Regions from separate parts of the Macaca mulatta genome. Here region 2 is linked to region 1. Evidence: chromatin contacts called from public Hi-C data. All regions are on one chromosome and are shown on one strand. The core of a region is the stretch at or near the end of the contact, and the rest is flanking DNA. Distances in the headings are between cores, read along the strand shown.

The links. A called contact is a pair of places that touch in the nucleus more often than the background predicts.
Region 2: a contact with region 1 is called in a Hi-C map of liver, with 5 times the contacts expected there. The contact joins the promoter of METTL25B here to the promoter of PRCC in region 1. A contact is called at or near these places in 4 of 14 Hi-C or Micro-C datasets (CD4 T cells, cortical neurons, fetal cortex germinal zone and 1 more).

What each region holds. Positions count from the first base shown.
Region 1 is chr1:110,155,621-110,163,093 of T2T-MMU8v2.0, forward strand. PRCC (proline rich mitotic checkpoint control factor) reads right to left here and starts at 2,669. Exons shown (of 7, transcript NM_001260635.1): 1 at 1,912-2,669. The coding sequence starts at 2,379. It overlaps HDGF (heparin binding growth factor), which reads left to right and starts at 1,981. Exons shown (of 8, transcript XM_077944828.1): 1 at 1,981-2,812; 2 at 6,974-7,090.
Region 2 is chr1:110,192,722-110,200,194 of T2T-MMU8v2.0, forward strand. It overlaps METTL25B (methyltransferase like 25B), which reads right to left and starts at 4,383. Exons shown (of 8, transcript NM_001257481.1): 1 at 3,783-4,383; 2 at 898-1,022; 3 at 540-732; 4 at 1-27. The coding sequence starts at 3,893. ISG20L2 (interferon stimulated exonuclease gene 20 like 2) reads left to right here and starts at 5,129. Exons shown (of 3, transcript NM_001257673.1): 1 at 5,129-6,093. The coding sequence starts at 5,344.

The DNA of each region.
Region 1 (7,473 bases), core at 1,419-3,918:
AGGAGTCTTCAGAGTTTTCTGCCACCTCAGCCAACCTAAATGGCAGATTCTACATCCTCTCCCAACTTTCTATAACGCTGCCTTCACAGCGCTAGAAATGAGCCTTTCCATGTCCGTGTAGACTGTTTTTATTTGTCTCATTCAGGGATCCTTCCATGTTCCAGGTTAAATCAAAGCCAAGGTAAGTTTCCATGGAGCAATAAAAGGCTTTTTTTTGGATCCTAGACTTAGGATGACAGACTCTCAGGTGTGCAAGAAGCGGGAAATAAAATGGAAGAAAGTGACCAGGCGCGGTGGCTCACACCTGTAATCCCAGCACTTTAGGAGGCCAAGGCGGGTGGATCACGAGGTTGGGAGATCGAGACCATCCTGGCTAACACAGTGAAACCCCGTCTCTAATAAAAATAGAAAAAAATTAGCCGGGTGTGGCCGCAGGCGCTTGTAGTCCCAGCTACTGGGGAGGCTGAGGCAGGAGAATGGAGTGAACCCGGGAGGCGGAGCTTGCAGTGAGCCGAGATGGCGCCACTGCACTCCAGCCTGGGCGACAGAAGGAGACTCTGTCTCAAAAAAAAAAAAAAAGGAAGAAAGTTTCCAACAAGATAGGGAGGGAAACTCTGCAACCTCCTTCCATGAAGAATCCATGTTGGAGTTCTTTCACTCATAAAACATCCATGGGAGTATTCAGTATGTGCCAGGCACTGTTGTAAGTACTAGGATTATAGCAGTGAACTTTTTTTGTTAATCCCTGTCTTCATGGAGTTTATATACTAGTGGGAGGATAGATAATGTTAAGTGCAATGGAGAAAAATAAAACAAAGAGCAATGGGGAGAAGGAGGTTATAGGAGGCTGCAATTTAAATAACAGGCTAGGGAAGTCCTCACAGAAAACAGGCCTTTTAGGCCAAGTGAGGTGAGGGAGAGAACATTAGGATATCTGAGGGAAGAAATTTAAGGAACAGCAGGTTCAAAGAATGAAAATGGCTCCTAGGCAGAGCTGGGAGTCTGAAGAAAAGCAAAGGCAATAAATTTCTCTCTGGTAAGTAATTCTAAGCAGTTCCTGCTCCCAGGCTTAATCTCTCCTTTATCTCCAAAGCCCTCACTCCAGAAGAAGCCTTGTATTTTTCCATTGTCACATACAGAAACAGGTAAGACTCGCTGCCTCTTCTAGAAACAGTACCCAAGCATCCTAATTCACCTAGCTTTGACCATGGCTAAATGGTGAAAATGAGGCACAGATCTGAGGTTCAGAGAGACTGAACCTTAATCTTCACTCTGCCCTTTGCCAGGTAAAATCGTGCATGCTGGACACCTGTTTCTCATATGTAAAACAATAGTATGTTACCTCCCAGAGCTTTGTAATAATTGAAAGAAAGGACCAATGAACGGCAAACGATCTGCACTCAACAAACATTCGATTTCTCCTCTAACTCCCCTCAAAAATAGAATCCAAGATTACTATCATTCTCCTCCAGGCCTGATGTTTTTGAGTTCAGAGGCAAGGAAAAGATTTGTCCCAGATGTTCGGCAAAGGTTCAGGAGCCCTGTCTCCTGTCATTCCTCAGGTGCCAGATTTCATCCTGTTCTCAGTAGGAGGAAAGGGGAAAAAGCCGGACTGAGGTGAAGATGCAGAGGGGGAGCGGATCCAAATGTCCCTAGGCCTGTCAGTACCAGGTGATGATGACATGTGACCTTCTGCAGGCAAGCCCAGCTTCAGGAAACCCACATGGGCAAACACCCAAACTCCCCGAAGTTGACCAACTTCAGCTCAATTAATCACATTATAAGAGGATTCCAGTGGCCTTGAATCCACGGATGTGTTTGTGGGAAGGAGTTCCGAAATCTCCACATGTCCCTCCTACCGCCGACTCAAACCCGATGGACAGTTTGGGGGTGCCTTCCCCGGATACTCACATCTCCCTTATGCAACTCCGGCGCCGCGATCTTCACGGGCTCTTTCCTCTTCTTTGGCTTGGGAAGCCCCAGCGGGGGGCCGGCACCGCCAATTGGAGGGGGCAGACTGAGGCCAGGGCCTCGGGGCGAGGGCAACCCCAATCCCAGTCCCTCCCCAACTCCCGCCGCTTCAGCCGGGCTCACGCCTGGAGGTGGGGGGAAGCCTCCCAGGCCGAAGGGCAAGGGGGGAGGAGGCTGAAGCCTGGGGTCTGCGGTGGGTGGGGGAAGCAACAGCGGCGGGGGAAACGCTGGGGCCAGCATCTGAGGGGGCGGAGGCAGCAAGGCCGGGCCCTTGGGCGCAGGGAGAGAAGCGAACAAGCCCCCTAAAGCGGGCCCAGATGTAGGGGCCACCGCCTCCTCTTCCTCCGGCTCGGGCTCAGCCTCATCCGGCTCGCTCTCATCGCTGCTGGCGTAAGCAACCAGCGACATGGCGCCTCCCGCGTTTGGGGCGCCCTTGCCGGCAGATGAGGCCTACTTGAGACCGGGGATGCCCGGAGGCCTAGTAGGCCCCGCCACCTGGCGGGGCGGGGAATCGAAAAGTCCGCCTGCTCCGTACTCTAGGGCTAGCCGCGGCAGAAGCTCATGGCTACGGCTGATTTCCACCGAATAAGGCGTCCCTCTTCACTTAAGCTCCTAGTCCCGGGCAACTACACACAGCTAATGGCCGCCGAGTCACTCCGCCTCCTCCTTGCCTCACCAATAGAGGAACTACAACTCCCAGAGAACACTTTGGACACAGCCCGATTCTTTGTCGCAGGGATCTTAGCGCAAGACACGGCGGGAGTTGAAGTCCGAGGAAGGATTTAGGCGAGAGCAGAGAGAGACAGAAGAGAAACCCGCCTCTGACGCAGGGACACTTGGGGTGAGTAGTTTTTTTCGTCCCCTAACAATTCCGAGGTGACTACAAGCCCCACCGGTCACCACGGCAGTCACCGAGACGGATAAGAGAGCATTTCGGTACTTGAAGTTCCCTAGGGTAGCCCCTTGGCCACTAAGATTTCTGGGAGATGTGGTGCTCTTAGAGACTGCAAGTGATGTCGGGAACGAAAGGGAGTCTGGGAAGCTGGCGGATTAGGGAAAATTGCTTAAAGGGAAAGTGATCTGTAAATGAACTGGTGAAGCTTCCCCGTCGGCTGGGGCTGGGAATTAGAATAAAACATCCCAAAAAGAGCAAGGGCCCAAGGGACCCGTACGAAATTGGGCTGCAAGCCAGAAAGAAGCGAGGCTGCAGGCCTAATAATAAGTATCTAAGATTTGAAATAAATGTGATGTAAGAAGGAGGAGGTGATCTCCCTCACCAGGATTGGGGTGCACATCCAGGAGCACACCTTACCCTGGAGCCTAGGGCCTGGCCTCCCTCTGCAGCAACCAGTGAGACAAAGATGGGCAAGGCCCTGGCAGCCCCGGCCAGGTACTTGAAGTTAATCCCTTCTCAGCTCAGTAGGGTAAAGGGCTACCGTTCTGAGGAATCACTTGAGTCCGTCCTACCTGGGTGTGCCTCCCATCTATCCATTTGCAGGGGTCCTTTGCATTCCTTTACGTCTGTGAGTTTTGTCTCTTATGGCTTTGGGTGTGACCTTGTTACATCTGTCTCTGTAAGTGCTCTTCCTTTCCATCCATGTTTATAGGTGTCCTTTTCCAGCCCATTTATGTCTGCTTGTAATGATCTGCTGTGCGCCTGTCCTTCCCTGTCCGCTTGTCATTTTGTACCCTTTTCTTGTTTACTCATCTCTGCCCCTTCCTGTCTGCCTGTGACTGAGTGCCCTCTACTTGTCTGCCCTGTATGTGTGTGTCCTTTAAATGCTAATCCATCTCTGTGTGGGCACCATCTCCCTGTTCCCAGATTGCAGAAAATTATATTAAGCAAAGTCAGAGAAAAGGCTGTTGAAGTTTTGGGAGGAGGCTGAAGAGAACATTGGAAAGATTGATGAGGAAGGACAATGATGACCACAATGCAGAGAGATAGTGAAAGGCCCAAGCTTGAATCCTCTTATCAGAGGAGCCAGATATGGGGCCCCTCCTCCCCAGTCTCTCCAGCCTTCAGAGACAAACTCCATGCTGCCTTCTCCATGAAGGCCCCTTAGAGCTATCTCCTCCCTGCTCTGGATGCCAGAGCATTTTTGTGTGTGTATGCACCTGTGCTCAAACTTTAATGTGCATAAGCATCACTAGGAAAGCTTCTGAAAAATATAAATTCCTGAAATCTAGCCTAAGAGATTCCTATTCAGTAGATGTGGGTGGGGCCTGGAAGCCTGGATCTGTAAGAAACTCCTCAGTTGGTTGCAAACCAGGCACTGAGGACCACATTGAGAAACTAGACCAAGTCCTACCTCACAGCTAGTATGCCTTGCACAATGCTGATTTCTAAAACCTGCTTTTAAATCTAGGTTCCCTAACGTACTCTGGTGACTTTGTGCCGTCACTTCTCTTCTCTGAGTCTCACTTTCCTCCTTTGAAAACTGGATAAAGTAGGCCGGGCGTAGTGGCTCACGCTTGTAATCCCAGCACTTTGAGAGGCCAAGGCGGGTGGATCACGAGGTCAGGAGTTCGAGACCAGCCTTGCCAAGATGGTGAAACCCCATCTCTACTAAAAATACAAAAATTAGCCAGGTTCGGTGGCAGGCGCCTGTAAGCCCAGCTACTCGGGAGGCTGAGGCAGGAGAATCACTTGAACCCGGGAGGTGGAGGTTGCAGTGAGCCGAGATGGCACCACTGCACTCCAGCCCAGGCAATAGTGCAAGACTCCGTTCCGTCTCAAAAAAAAAAAGAGAGAGAGAGAAAAAGAAAGAAAGAAAAATGGATAAAGTAGGTCGGGCATGGCAGCTCATGCCTGTATCCCAGCACTTTGGGAGGCCGAGGCGGGCAGATCTCCTGAGGTTGGGAGTTTGAGACCAAAGTGACCAACAAGGGAGAAGCCCTGTCTCTACTAAAAATACAAAAATTAACCGGGTGCAGTGGTGGGTGCCTGTAATCCCAGCTACTCAGGAGGCTGAGGCAGGAGAATCACTTTGGGAGGTGGAGATTGTGGTGAGCCGAGATCACACCATTGCACTCCAGCCTGGACAACAAGAGCGAAATTCAGTCTCAAAAAAAAAAAAAAAAAAAAAAGAATGAAGTATTACGGAGCCCTGTCCTTTATGTGAGAAAAGCCTGATATTTAACACACAGTGAAATGATTTAGAGCTAAGAGAAATGATTGTCCTTGTTGTCAACACATCTTGCCACCTTGCAGAGAAGCCCCTAAGGGACAGGGATCTGTCTCAAGTGTTTTCTTTTTTTTTTTTTTTTGGAGATAGAGTCTTGTACTGTCCCCCATGCTGGAGTGCAGTGGCGCAATCTCGGCTCACCGCAACCTCCGCCGCCCAGCTTCAAGCGATTCTTGTGCCTCAGCCTCCCGAGTAGCTGGGATTACAGGTGTGCACCACCATGCCCAGCTAATTTTTGTATTTTTTAGTAGAGATGGGGTTTCACCATGTTGGCCAGGCTGTGTTTAACAAATGTTTTCTAAGCGGGGTCTCCTTACTGTGAAAATTAATGATTCACCTTATTGGGTATAAATCCTCAAAAAGTTGTTTTCAAGCAAGAAATTGATAATAGAAACCTCATGATAGTGAAGGAAAGGGGATTTATTTCTCATTATGTACCATTTTATACCTTTAGAAATTTGTAACTGGGCAAGGCCAGGTGCGGTGTCTCATGCCTGTAAATCCCAGCACTTTGGGAGGCCAAGGTGGGCAGATCACCTGAGGTCAAGAGTTCAGACCAGCCTGCCCAACATGGAGAAACCCCGTCTCTACTAAAAATATAAAAAGTTAGCCGGGTATGGTGGCAGGCACCTGTAATCCCAGCTACTCAGGAGGCTGAGGCAGGAGAATCGCTTGAACCCAGGAGGTGGAGGTTTCAGTGAGCCAAGATCATGCCACTGCATTCCAGCCAAAAACAAAACAAAACAAAACAAAACAAAACAAAAAAGAAAGTTTTAACTGCACACAGTGGTTCACGCCTGTAATCCCAGCACTTTAGGAGGCCAAGGTGGGAGAATCCTTTGAGTCTAAGAGTTAGAGACCAGGCGTGGTAAAACCTTGTCTCTACAAAAAAAAAAAAAAAAAAAAAGGAAAAAAAAAGCCGGGCATGGGCTTGGTGGTACACACCTGTAGTCTCACCTGGTTGGGGAGGGCTGAAACAGGAGGATCGCTTGAGCCTGGGAGGTTGAGACTGCAGTTTGCAGTGAGCCAAGATCACACCACTGCACTCCAGCCTGGGTGACAGAGCATGACCCTGTCTCAATAAAAATTTTAAAGGATAGAAATTTAGGCCGGGCGCGGTAGCTCATGCCTGTAACCCTAACACTTTGGGAGGCCGAGGCGGGCGGATTGCCTGAGCTCAGGAGTTCGAGACCAGCCTGGGCAACACGGTGAAACCCCGTCTCTACTAAAAATACAAAAAAGTTAGCTGGGCGTGGCAGCGTGCGCCTGTAGTCCCAGCTACTTGGGAGGCTAAGGCAGGAAAATTGCTTGAACCTGGGAGGCGGAGGCCGCAGTCAGCCAAGATCACGCCACTGCACTCCAGCCTGGACAACAGAGCAAGCCTCCGTCTCAAAAAGAAAAAAAAAAAAAGAATAGAAATTTGTAACTGATACATCTATGACCCTTTCGAAAGTAATCATAATAAAAGTTTTCCAGTAAAAGAGAATGAAATGAATAAATATATATGTTTCCCTCCTAAAACCCTACTGAAACATCAGTAAAGATTTTTTTGAAAAGGCATTAAAGATCATTTTGAAAAACTTAAACCCACAAAGATGGAGAGTTCAGAAGAGAAGACAACACAGTAACAACATTTTGGAAGGTGGAAAAGAGATGCACCAGAGGTAATTGGGCACATCCAAGAGAGCTGAGAACCAAGGTGGCCTTGGGAAATGCTGAGAATCAATGTTTAGAGTCTGATACCAGGGAGTCCCCCTACAAACTCCCAACCAGATCACCCTGATAGAAAGGTTTTTCTTTTATTTTTTTTGAGACAGAGTTTCACTCGTTGCCCAGGCCGGAGTGCAATGGCGCGGTCTTGGCTCACCACAACCTCCGCCTCCCAGGTTCAATTGATTCTCCTGCCTCAGCCTCCCGAGTAGCTGGGATTACAGGTATGTGCCACCATCCCCGGCTAATTTTTGGTTTTTCTTTTTTTTTTTTTTTTTGAGACAGAGTCTTGCTCTGTCGCCCAGGCTGGAGTGCAGTGGCGTGATCTCAGCTCACTGCAAGCTCCGCCTCCCAGGTTCACCATTCTCCTGCCTCAGCCTCCTGAGTAGCTGGAACTACAGGCACCCGCCACCACACTCAGCTAATTTTTTGTATTTTTAGTAGAGACGGGGTTTCACCATGTTAGCCAGGATGGTCTCAAATTTCCTGACCTCGTGATCCTCCCGCCTTGGCCTCCCAAACTGCCAGGATTACAGACATGAGCCACCACGCCCGGCCAATTTTTTGTATTTTTAGTAGAGACGGGGTTTCACCATGTTAGCCAGGA
Region 2 (7,473 bases), core at 3,133-5,632, 39 kb after region 1:
TGTGAAATCACTCAGCTTCTTCACCAACTGAAAGAGGAGGGAACAAAGGTCTCCTGGCCACTGGTTCTTGACTCCTGGGGCAAACACCCATAGTGAGAGTGGAGGAGAAAGAGATGACAAAGAAAGATGGACACAGGGTACCCCGGATGTGATGACAGATTTGGAAAGAAAGATATAGGGGTGAGGGTGGAAGCAAGGAGAGTGGACCTGATCCAGGTTCAGGCCCACTCTCCTTGCCTTACAGGTCAGTGATTCAATCTCCCCCACAGAACAAGAACCCTGCGTTAAGCCATGAGCGGATTATGGAGATTTGAGAACAGGAATGAGACTGTGATTCAGACCTAGCTACCAACTAACCCCACAAAAGGATGAAAAAGAACCCCAGCATCAAAATATGATAATAGTTATATCTGTTGAGGTAAAGGAATGTCTAGGGCCTCTGGCCTTGCATGTGAAGTAAAGGGCACATATCTTTGTAAGCCACGCTTAAGGAGTCCCTGGGTTCCCAGACACCACCCATGCTCCAGCCATCTCCTCACCTCTCCCAGCCTCCGGATCTCATGCTGCTTCTTGGGCCTGACATGTTTCCGGAATGGAGCTGTTAGTCGGGAGCTCTGGCTGGGGTTCTCCAGGAACTCTGAGGGGGTCTGAAAGCCAGGCGTCCGGGTAAAGGCCAGGGCACAGGCTGTGGACTTCAGGGCCAGCAGGGTGAGTGGCCACACTGACCTGTACCTGAGATAGTCCAGCCCAGGCCTCCAGTGAATAGTCCCATCGCATCTGAGTGCACCAGTTTACAACCCAAGGCTGGGGAAGACCTTATGAGACTCTCTGAGCAATACGCTCACTGCAGGGCTCAAAGCCTTGAGTTCCCCAGCACAGGGCCCTTCTAGCCCATACCTGATGACCTCCCCTTCCCCAGGCATCCCCAGCAGCATTGTGGCCAGCTGTGGTGGGTTCAGTCCATCCAGTGCTTCCTGCCATGAGCAAGGGAGTGTGTCCCATAGGTTGTCTGTGAAAAATTCCTACAGAAGAAGGGGAGAAGCAATTAGCAAACTACTACCACTTCCATTCTTTCCCACCTCACTCTCAACTCCACACCTCACTGCCTGCCTCTTCCCAGCACTGCTGCCACATAGGGCCACTGTGACCGGCAGGTACCTCCTACTCAGCCAAGTCAGTTCTTCTCTGAAGTCTGCTCCAGCCTCCCCAACTCTGGTGGCTTAACTCTGTTTCCTTGGAGTCCAGATTGCATTCTGGACACACTTCTTTTAGCAATTTCTGCACTTATTTATGTCTGTTTTCTCTATTAAACTGAATTTCTTAAGAGGAGGGATGGGATGGGATCTTTCCATCTGCATCCCTAACACTTACCACAGTGACTGACACACAGTATCAGTACATTACCACTTAGTAACCTGCCATTATACATGCCAGACACTGGTGTCTTTTTATTCATTCATTTGTCCACCACAAATTCTGGGGCTGTGTTTTGGTTATACATCAAGCTCTATTGTAGGCTCAGGGAATACAACAGTGAACCTGAGACAAGATTCTGGCTCCTGCAGAGTTTACATTAAAAAAATCACTTCGGCCGGGCATGGTGGCTCACGCCTGTAATCCCAGCACTTTGGGAGACCAAGGCAGGCAGATCACCTGAGATCAGGAGTTCGAGACCAGCCTGGTCAATATGGTGAAACCCCATCTCTACTAAAATTACAAAAATTTGCCGGCATGTTGGCGTGCGCCTATAATCCCAGCTGCCCAGTAGGCTGAGGCAGGAGAATCACTGGAACCTGGGAGGCAGAGGGTGGAGTAAGCCTAGATCATGCCACTGCACTCCAGCCTGGTCAACAGAGCAAGACTCCGCCTCAAAAAAACCAAACCAAAACAAACAAACAAAACTTCAGACAAAGTTTTATTTGTTTGTCATATGTCACATAGACAAAACACTAATGAAACAGTAATGTAATGGAGAGTTTGGGCAAGGACTACTTTAGATAGGATGATGAGGGAAGACTTGTCTGACGAGTTGACATTTGAGCTGAGACTGGAAGGATGAATAGGTGCTAGGCACGTAAAGAAAAATACAGGTAATAGCAAACACTTATTTAACACCTTCTCTGGCAGACACCGTTGTAAACATTTGACGGGTATTAACGCATTTGATCCTTTAAACAACACTTTGAGGTAGGTATTATTTTGTATCCCCCATTTTACAGATGTAGAAACAGGCACAGCACTTAAGTAACTTGCCCACGTCCAAAAGCTAGCAAATAGCTGAGCTGGGATTATTTATTTATTTATTTTTAGAGATGGAGTCTCACTCTGCCACCCAGGCGGAAGTGCAGTGGTGCAATCTCAGCTCACTGCAACCTCCACCTCCCTGGTTCTAGCAATTCTCCTGCCTCAGCCTCCTGAGTAGCTGGGACTACAGGTGTGTGCTGCCAAGCCCAGCTTTTTCTTTTTTTTTTTTCTTGGATTTTAGTAGAGACGGGGTTTCACCGTGTTGCCCAGGCTGGTCTCGAACTCCGAGCTCAAGCAATCCACCCGCCTCGGCCTCCCAGAGTGCTAGGATTATAGGCATGAGCCATCACACCCAGCCTGAGCTGGGATTTGAAACCAATTTTACTCTAGAGTCCTTGCTCTTAACGATTCTGCGATTGCCTTTCTGTGGAGGAAGATCAGTGAGTGCAAAGGTCCAGATGCCTGCCATATTGGCAGAGCAGAAATCAGGCCAGCAGAGGTATAGCACAGTGAAATGTGTGAGAGAATAAAATGGGATAGAGTTGAAGAGACAGTAGGAGTCAGATCATGGGCTTTATTGGTAATAGCAAGGAATCAGGATTGCATAAAAGTATCTAGGAAGCAAGGGATTGTCGTGATCAGATTTACGTTTGAATGCTATCGATCTAGCTGCTCAGTGAAGAATTGGTTATGGCAGGGCAGAGGTAAGCACACAGCGAGATCGGTTAGGAAGTAGTTCAGAACAGAGGTGATGGTGGCTTGGCTTAGGGTGGCAGCAATGGAGGTGGGGACAAATGGATGAATTTGGGATCTATTCTGAAAACAGAGCCAAGAGGACTTGTTGAAGGACTGGATTGTGGATCAATGAAGGACAGCGCTGAATCAAGGATGGCCTCTGGGTTTGCGGTCTAAACAATTCAGTGGATGGTGGTACCATTTACACATTCTCTCATTTATTCTTCACAATGATCCTTCAGACTGGGATCCACTGTATAGCTGAGGAAACCTGGGCTAGGACAAGTTGGGGGTTAGGGAGGCCTAAAGTTAACATCATAGGGGAGGCAGGATTCCAGACCAAGCCTTTTTGATTCCAGAGCCAGGCCTGTCTACTATACCACAAAACCACGAATTTATTCAAAGCCTGGATGAATAACATGTGTGTTCTTGGAACACCTCACATGCTCCAAGAAGAGTTCAACATAGTTGCAGCATGGTTCCAATGTCCACGCATTTTATTACCTTGGATCTGGGAAGATTACAAAAATAATCTAGGTAGGTATTAGAAATATTATTTATGCAGTGAGCCGAGATCACGCCACTGCACTCTAGCCTGGGGGACAGAACGAGGCTCCGTCTCAAAAAAAAAAAAAAAAAAGAAATATTATTTATGCCAGCTGAACCCCTCCTTGTACAGACAAAAGACTGAAACTCATAGAAGGAAAGAGATCAGAGGCTAATTCTCCAGATTCTCTCCCTGACGTGGACACCTAGCCAACCACACGACCAGAGACACCCCACCCACGCCCCTGTGGCCTCACGATGATGTAGGCATCCAGGATGGAACGGTAGAGCGCCAGGACACGGGTAAGGTTAACAGCTAGCTGCCTCCTCCCCTCATGAGAGAGGCCTCGGGCGGAGATACCCGGCATCCCGCGGTCCAGAAGGCAGCGCGGGAAGCGAGAACGCAGTGAACAGGGATCCAGGGTCACTACCGCGCGGGTCCAGGACCCGGACGGGGCTCAGCTCTGCAGGCAGAACAGGAAGAGTTTTGGGTCCAGTCTCCGACGCTGCCTTTCCGGGATCCCATGCTGCAGTTGAAGATTTGAGGCGCCCCCAAGAGGTCACAGGTTGCGACGTTTCACAGTGCGAAGGTGTCAGCGTCGGAGACACGTAGGGCGGGGTAACAGTGCAATGACGCCACAAAAGCGTGCCGCGGAGCTCAGCTCACAACGAGATGGGCCAAGTTCCAGTTCCCGCCCCTTCCCGTACACGCCTCTCCTCTGCCGGAAGTGAAGCCGGAGGTGTCCGGCTGGCTGTAGTTCCGGTTTGTCGCGGCCTTCCCACACCTTCGCGTTGTACCACCACGGGGCTAGAGGGGCCGGGGAGCGCATCCCGCCCCCGCCCCCACCCACACCGCCCCCTCCTCCGCCGCCACTGCCGGTCCTCACACACTCCGAATCACTGGCCTCGCTACCTGAGGTCGGGGCGGTGCGGGTGCGCGCGCGCCGACCTCTGGCGCGTTCTAACCCGCGCGCCTGCCTTCCCGGGCTTCGTCGGCGCGCACCGATTTCCGCATCCGGCTCTGGACGCTTCCGGCCTTAGCTAAACCCATCTGGGAGGTAGGTTCGTGAGTGTGAGAGGGCGATCTGTACCGCGGGGACCGAAGTATGCTTATCCAGGTGGGCTGCCTCGAGCCTCGATCCCACCCCCCCGCTGGTAGGTGGTGTCAAGGTCCTTGCTTGGGAGGACTTGGGTGAGATGCATGTGGAGATTGTCCCCAATTCCGGCCTGGAGCCAAGGGAAAGGGATGCCTGGATTTGTGTCTCTATTCGTGGGCCACGCTGCGGATGCCTGGGTAGCCCAGAGGTTATCTACGCCATACTTCTCACTGTTTTCGAGCGTACCTAGATGTTCCCTTCCTAGGCGGAGTATAGAGCTCACGTGTTCTGGCCTCTTAGACTCATAGAGGGTTCGAGCTCTATGGGCCCCTCCAGTCCCTTCATTTTACAAATGAGATTCAAACCTAGAGCGCGGTAATGACCTTACTAAGACCAAACGGCTGGTGAATTGGGCTTCACTAGAATCCAGGCTTGCTGGCTAACACTGTTGCTTCCTCCATCATTTCATGTTATGTTTTCATTTCTCCTCTGTCTGAGAGATTGCTCTGATGTCTTTCCTTCCATAAGTCCTACGGAGATCGATCTTGCCTCATTTTTCTCCCAGGCCTAGGAGCTCAATCACCAGGATCACTTTCTTCCCCAGGGTGTACTACAGACCTCCACATGTTGGACAGTAGGATTCAGCAGAGAATGAGTCCAACATCCTCTTTTCATCCATAAGCCACTCTTCCCAACTGCTCTTCCACCTCCCATTGTCCCTATGTCTACTTTACTGCTCAATCTGGATTTTGGGGAACCTCCTCCCAAAAAGGCATTAGAAGGAAATGCCAAGCACCGAAATTTTGTCAAGAAGCGGAGGCTCTTAGAACGGAGAGGCTTTCTGAGTAAAAAGAACCAACCCCCTAGCAAGGCACCTAAGTTGCACTCTGAACCTCCAAAGAAAGGGGAAACTCCTATGGTGGATGGCACTTGGAAGACCCCTTCCTTCCCAAAAAAGAAGAAGACAGCTGCCTGCAGCAATGGGTCAGGACAGCCCCTGGACAAGAAAGCTGCAGTGTCTTGGCTGACCCCTGCCCCTTCAAAAAAGGCTGATTCTGTTGCTGCTAAAGTAGATCTGCTGGGGGAATTCCAGAGTGCCCTTCCAAAGATCAATAGCCACCCAACCCGCTCTCAGAAGAAGGGCTCCCAGAAGAAATCCTCTAAGAAGAACCATCCTCAGAAGAATGCCCCACAGAACTCCACCCAAGCTCATTCAGAGAATAAATGCTCCAGAATATCCCAGAAGTTGCCACAGAAGATGGTGGCAATTGACTGTGAGATGGTGGGCACAGGACCAAAGGGGCATGTTAGTTCCTTAGCTCGATGTAGCATTGTCAACTACAACGGAGATGTGCTTTATGATGAGTACATTCTTCCCCCCTGCCACATTGTGGACTACCGAACCAGATGGAGTGGTATCCGAAAGCAGCACATGGTGAATGCCACACCCTTCAAGATTGCTCGAGGCCAGGTAAGAAGTATGGGGCTTGATGGTGGCAGGGAGGTGGATGGAGAGAGGTGTAAATCATTATTCAGCAAAGGATATCACTATGGGAAGACACCAGAGGTTTGTGGAGGGAGGGAGGAGAATCTATCAGTTATTGAAGAAGGCCCCCTGTCGGTGGAAGGAGCCGTGAAAGTCAGGAAGGTACAATTAGCTGGTGTCACAAACTTCATTGGTCAAGACCTATTTTAGCCAGGCGCGGTGGCACTTGCCTATAATCCCAGCACTTTGAGAGGCTGAGGCAGGAGAGTCGCTCAAGCCCAGAAACTCAAGATCTGTCTGGGTAACAAAACGAGACTCGTCTACAAAAAAGTTAGCTAAGTGTGATGGTGCATGCCTGTAGTGCCAGCTACTCAGGTGGTCGAGGCTGCAGTGAGCTTAGATCACACCACTGCCACTGCACTCCAGCCTGAGCGACAGAGTGAGACCCTGTCTCAGACAGACAAACAAACAATTTTAGGTTCCAAATTGGGTCTGGGGAACTAGGAATCTGCATAGAGAAATAACAGTAAGTAATGTAACTGGACAGAGCTACAGACATCAGTGTCAGGAGAAAGGGCTTGATTTGGAAAAACCTTGTGAATTGGACGCTAAGCTTTAGACAGGAAAGGTGGAGAGCTCTTCCCAAGCAAAAAGTAACGTGGGGCAAGTGCGGAAAGTGGTGGTGGTAAGAGAGGGCAGAAAGTTGACAGGAGGAGCTGGGGTATATTTGTCCAACTGGAACAGGTAACCAGTGAAGGGCATAAACAGCAGAGGGCCAGCACTTTGGGTTGTCATCTAACTTCTAGCCCTGTGCTGGTTATTGGGAGCGCAAGGCATGAACAGGAAAGGAGAGTGAGCTAGGAGGGGTGAAAGGAGGAAATGAAGGGAGAGCAAGAGGGGCACCTGCTGGTCTCAGGGGGCCACCAGAGGGCGCCCTTGGTCCACGTCTTTGCAGTTTCAGGGCCACACTCTGCCTTCTCTGGACACGCTGTTCCCATAATGCCTTATGTGCGGTCAGTTGGAGAAGGTTCATTAGAGGTGAGGTGACTGACTATTTTAGAAAAGACAGAAAGAAGAGTTGAACATCCTGGGCACAAAGGGGCACAGCCAAGCAAAGGCACAGGAGAGGCGGAAGATGGGACCGGTCTGAGACAGCAAATCTGCCCAGCTTTGATGAGGGCTATATGTCGAGGTTAATAAGAAATGAAGGTGGTGGTGGACAGTAAGTAGGTGAAGTCAGGAGTAACTAAATATCTAGTTCACGGGACTACGTCTGGTTTTCGTCATAAAGCACTTCCCCAGTGCCAAGCTGGGTTTATGAGACTAAGGTATGTCCAGATGAGCCTAGCCCCTTCAAAGGGGGTC